2 separate regions of the Canis lupus genome follow, and region 1 is linked to region 2. Evidence: chromatin contacts called from public Hi-C data. All regions are on one chromosome and are shown on one strand. Each heading gives the region's core, a stretch centred on a gene start, on an enhancer-like site or on the middle of the called end of the contact. The rest is flanking DNA. Distances are from core to core; before and after follow the strand shown.

Evidence for each region. A called contact is a pair of places that touch in the nucleus more often than the background predicts.
Region 1: a Hi-C map of blood shows a contact between it and region 2, with 5 times the contacts expected there. The contact joins the promoter of PRELID3B here to the promoter of GNAS in region 2. A contact is called at or near these places in 2 of 9 Hi-C or Micro-C datasets (amygdala and blood).

What each region holds. Positions count from the first base shown.
Region 1 is chr24:44,531,103-44,533,802 of UU_Cfam_GSD_1.0, forward strand. PRELID3B (PRELI domain containing protein 3B) reads right to left here and starts at 1,404. Exons shown (of 6, transcript XM_038572740.1): 1 at 1,256-1,404. The coding sequence starts at 1,287.
Region 2 is chr24:44,386,413-44,389,112 of UU_Cfam_GSD_1.0, forward strand. It overlaps GNAS (GNAS complex locus), which reads left to right and starts at 1,257. Exons shown (of 13, transcript NM_001003263.1): 1 at 1,257-1,751. The coding sequence starts at 1,613. The region is part of intron 1 of LOC119865708 (a long non-coding RNA gene); the gene reads right to left.

The DNA of each region.
Region 1 (2,700 bases), core at 154-2,653, 140 kb after region 2:
TCACCACCTGAACCCAAGGCAGCCCTCAACCACTGAGCCACCCAAGTGCCGCAGAATCAAGTTCTAAGAGGTGGTAATCAAGTTTAAAGAACTTCTGAAGCACCGAAATCCACAAGAGGACTGCCAGCAAGACACCATCCATGATCCCGAGGGCCGAAACATAGTAGTAAAGACTGCAACCGGGTAAAGAGAAAGATTGCAAATTTAGAGTCTTTTTTTTTTTTTTTACCCCCAAAGACTGTAAGCATTAGTGAAAGCATTAGGGAAAAAAAGGAATCTTCCCCGAGGCTAACATCATACTTCCCAGGACCCTCCTGGATGGGGCCTGATTCACTGAATACGGAAAAAGCTTCCAACTTCTTTTGAAACTGCCCTTGGAAACATGGTTTTGTTTTGTTTTCTTTTTTTTTTTTTTAAATCAAATGGTCCAGACTAAAACATACTGCAAAGCTATAAAAACTAAACCAGTGTGGCAAGAGCAGCGAGATGGGCGGGACGGAGCAGACGGCTCAAAAACGGACTCAAATGTCAAGGGCAACAGAGCGGAGGCCGAGGGCGGCTTTCAAGTGGAGGCTGCTTCCCCGGAGTAACTTAAACGGATTAACCGCTTCTTAGCGCCCCAAACGCCGCAGCTGCTGGTCCGCGCGGCTGCACGGCTGTTCCCCGCGGGCGGAGCGCCGAGCCAGCAGGAGGGGTCCCGTCCCCGCAACATGGGGAGGCCCAAGGTCGCGGGGCTCGGGGAACCGGACCCGCACCCCGGCTCACCCCGCAGGCACCGCACGCGACGCCGCCCGTGGCTCGGCGGGGACCGCGCGGCCGGAGGTGACACGCACGGGCCTCCCTCCCCGGGCACGGCCGACGACCGCGTGCCGACCCCCCCCCCCCAGCCCGGGCGGCGGGGCGGAGGTCCCAGGCCCTCTCGGGGGGCGGGGGGGAGCCTGGGCCGCAGACTTCGGGTCCCCGCCCCTCCCCCACCTAGACTTCCGGTCCCCGCCCCTCCCCCACCTGGGCTCCGGGTCCCCCTTCCCCACCTGGGCTCGGGCCCCCGCCCCTCCCCCACTTGGACTTCAGGTCCCCGTCCCCCCACCTGGGCTCCGGGTCCCCCCTCCCCACCTGGGCTCCGGGGCCCGCCCCGCCCCCACCAGGCCCGGCGCCTGGAAGCTTCCTGAGGGGCGCCCCGGCCTCGCCAAAACGGCCCGCCCACCCCGCGCCTGCCCCGTGCGCCCCGCCGCCCCGCCCCCCGCCCCAAACTTACTCAAAGACGTGCTCTGAAGTCCAGATCTTCATGGTGCCGGCGGCCCGCGCGGCGTCCGGGCGGCGCTAGGGGACAATGAGGCAAAAAAGCCACACTTGCCCCCGCCCCGCCCCCGCAGCCGCCCCGCCGGCCGCGCACCGCGCACCGCGCACGCGCCGTGGGGCCCGACGCCAGGGACGTCCCGACGCGCGGCCTCACGCCCTATCCCGTCCGGGTGTCGCCCCAGCCCGGCGCGCGGCGCAACGAGGCCCCGCCCCTTAGCGCCGGGCGCAACGCGCCGGCGCAGTTCGGGGGCAGCGCCCGGGGCCGCCGGTGTAGGCGCTGCGCTGTGCTGCGCAGGCGCGGCACGCGGCCGGCTGCCCGCCCCCTCGCGGGCGGCGCGGGGAGCGCGGGGAGCGCGGGGAGCGCTGACCTCTGCGCAGAGTTGGGCCGGGCCCAGCCGCCGGCTCGCGCGCTCCTGCCCTGCTAGGCCCCGCGGGCGGCCGAGGGCGGCAGCAGACCCGCCTGCACCCGGGCCCTGCCGTGCGGCTGCTTGTCTTAACATGGACTGTCGGGCCCCAGAGTGCAATCGGGCGGCCAGCCCGCCCCCTCCCTCTCGGCCTGGGCCGTAGGGCCTCAACGTCGGCCGGACCACCAGCCGGCCCCCTCCTGCCTCTGTTGGGGCTGTGGGGGCCCTGAAGTCATCCAGACGACCAACCAGCCGCCTGCTATCTCAGCATGGACTGTAGGGCCCTCAGAGGCATCCAACCAACCAACCAGCCCCCTCCTGTCTCATCCTGGACTGTGAGGCCCCAGGGTCAGCCAATCACCCAACCAGCCACCTCTTCTCTCTGGTGGGACTGGGGGGCCCCTGAAGTCATCCAACCAACTAACCAGCCGCCTCTTCTCTCTATTGAGATGGTCGGGGCCCCAAAGTCATCCAACCAACCAGCCAGCCCCCTCCTGTCTCAACCTGGACTGTGAGGTCCCCAGAGTCATCCAATCAACCAACCAATAAACCACCCAGCCACCTCCTGTCTCAGCCTGGACTATAGGGGCCCCAGAGTCATCCAGTCAACCAACCAACCAACCAACCAACCAGCCAGCCACCTTCTGTCTCAACCTGGACTGTAGGGGCCTCAAAGTCATCCAATCAACCAACCAACCAACCAACCAACCAACCAGCCAGCCCCCTCCTGTCTCAACCTGGACTGTGAGGGCCCCAGAGTCATGCAATCACCCAACCAACCAGCCAGCCAGCCACCTTCTGTCTCAGCCTGGACTGTAGGGGCCTCAAAGTCATCCAACCAGCCAGCCAGCCAGCCAGCCACCTCCTGTCTCTGTTGGGGCTGTGGGGGCCCCAAAGTCAGCCAGACAACCAGCCGGCCCCCTCCTGTCTCGGCCTGGACTGTGAGGCCCCAGAGTCAGCCAATCACCCAACCAGCCACCTCTTCTCTCTACTGGGA
Region 2 (2,700 bases), core at 7-2,506:
GGCGGCGCCCGAAGCCCCGGAGGAGGCCCGAGGCCCGGAGGCCGCCGCCGCTGCCGCCGCCGCCGCCACCGCCGACGAGGGCGCCGCGGAGGGCGCCGGCGGGGGCGGCGAGGGCGCCGGCGGCGGGGGCGCGAGTAGGGCCTGGGCCGCGTGGGACACGGACTCGGGCGACGAGGACGACGCCTACTACTCGGCGCCGCGCGTGGGGGGCGTCGTGTGGCGGCCCGGGCCGCTGAAGGCCGGCGCGCTGAGCGCCCACCTGCCGCTCGTGGTCTTCCTGGTCTTCTCGGTGCGCAGCCCCTCGTGGGTGCTCAACTTCCTGCTGCAGAAGCGCACGGAGCAGGGCCGCGGCTGCGGCTTCGTGTTCGGGGCGACCTGCTGCTTCCGAGTGTTCCTGGGCTGCGCCTTCTTCTCCTACTTGGGCGGCCGCGCCAGGCGCAGAGGCCGCGGGCGCTCGGGGGCCGGCGGCGCCTTCGGCTCGGGCCACGGCGCCCGGCGCCGGGGGCGCGACGAGCGGCTCATCTAGTCCGCCCCCCGCCCCCCGCCCCCCGCCACCGCCACCGCCACCAGACACCACCATCGCTGTGTAGTGTGGATTTTTATTGAGTATTTGTGTGTGTGTTTGGACACATTTTCCTTTTCGGTTGCTCTGTCCTTTGGTTCGTGCTCGCCTCGCTTTTTCCACACTCTCCCTGCTCTCTGGCTCTCTCCGTGTCTCTCTCTCTCTCTCTCTCTCTCTCTTTTCGAAAATTTTCCGAAGTCCGGGCTCGGGCTCGCGCTCCCTCCCCTTCCGCCCACCCCGGCCCCTCGGCGGCGCCCGCGGGAGGGGCGGGGAGGGGGGGTGGGGGCGCTCGGCCTCGGGGGCCGCAGGGCTACGCGGCCCGGGGGGTGGAGCGTTGGCGTCGTGCGAGGGGTCGTCACCGGCTCGGGGCCGCCCCCTCTCCCCCCGCGGCCCGGCCCGAGCGGGGCCCGAGCCCGGGGGGCGAGGGGGCGGCTCCCCGGGCCGTCCCGGGCCGGGCGCGGGCGCGGGCGGAGGGACCCCCCTTCCCGGGCAGCCGGGGGGCGCCTCCCTCCGCCAGCTCGCGCCCTCCCCGCCGCCGCGGCCGCCGCCGCCGCCGCCGCCGCTCCTCATCCCTCCTCCTCCTCCTCCTCCTCCTCCTTCCACCCCCCTCGCCGCCGCCGCCTCCTCCTCCTCCCCCCGCCTCCCCCCGCCCGCTGCAAAGCTTTGGGTCGGGGCGGCGACGGGCCCGGGCCGAGGCAATAAGAGCGGCGGCGGCGGCAGCGGCGGCAGCAGCTCCCGCAGCTCCTGCTCTGGTCCGCCTCGGCCCGGCGGCGGCCATCAGCCCCCCTCGGCCTCGGCTCGAGGGGCGGGGAGCTTCGCGCTCCCCTCGGTCCGACCGCCAACCTCCCTTCCCCGCGCGCCCCGCGGCCCGCAGTCCGCCCCGCGCGCTCCTCCCCGAGGAGCCGAGCCCGCGCCCGGCCCGCCCGCCCGGCGCTGCCCCGGCCCTCCCGGCCCTCCCGGCCCTCCCGGCCCGCGTGAGGCCGCCCGCGCCCGGCCCCGCCGCCGCCGCCGCCGCAGCCCGGCCGCGCCCCGCGCCCCGCCGCCGCCGCCATGGGCTGCCTCGGAAACAGTAAGACCGAGGACCAGCGCAACGAGGAGAAGGCGCAGCGCGAGGCCAACAAAAAGATCGAGAAGCAGCTGCAGAAGGACAAGCAGGTCTACCGGGCCACGCACCGCCTGCTGCTGCTGGGTAAGGGCGGGGCGGGGGGCGCCGGCCCCGGCCCGGCCCGGCCCGGGGGCCCCTCGGGGCGCCCCGCAGGCCGCGCGCGCCGAGCCCGCCCCCCGCCCCGGGCGCGCGCTCCCGAGCCCGCCGCCCGCTCGCGGGCCGTCCCCGGGGGGGCGAGGCCGGAAGGGGGACCCCGGGGCGCGGATTCGGCCGGGCGGGGGCTCAAAACGGGGCAGGGGGCCGCGGCGGCGCGGGCGCGGCCCCCCCCCCCCCGGCCCGCCCGTTCTGTCCGTCCGTCCGTCCGTCTCGCGCTCTCTCGCCTCCCCCTCGCTCTCTTTTCCTCTCTCTGTTTTCCGCGAGGCCTACACGACGCCAGGGGTTTGGGTGCATGTTGGGGAGGGGGAGGGGGAGCCCCGCCGGGCTCGGGAGACTGCGACAAAAAAAAAAAAAGAAAAAAGAGGGTTTCGGGGACAGGAAATGGGGTGGCGGGCAGGGGGAGGGGGACCCGCCTCCGTGGGATGTGTGATTTGTTGGGAGAGGGAGAAGAAAGGGGCCGGAGAGGAGGGGGTGACGCGGGGCGGGGGGGACCTCGCCAAGGGGAGGCTTCGGCGGGGGAAGTGGCCGAGGAGCGGGGGGGGGGGGCGGGTGACATCAGCCCCTCGGAAGGGATCGCAGCGGTAAAGGTGGTGCAGTGGGGGGGAGGGGGCGCGGGCGAGTCGTGGCGCCGGAGCGGGGGGGCGGGGGGCGGGAGCGCGGCCGCCGCTGGGCGCGACTCGGTGCGTTTCGGGCAGGACACGCCGTGTGCGCGGAGCAGACGTGTCCCGGGCCGGGTCGGGCCGTGGAAGGAAGACCAGGAGAATCCAATAAAATTAAGACCCCAAAAAAGAAAAAAAATTAAAAAAAAAATTAAAAAAAAAAAAGAAAAATGGAGTTAGTACGCTAAGTGCCCAGTGAAGCCAAATGACACGTCATT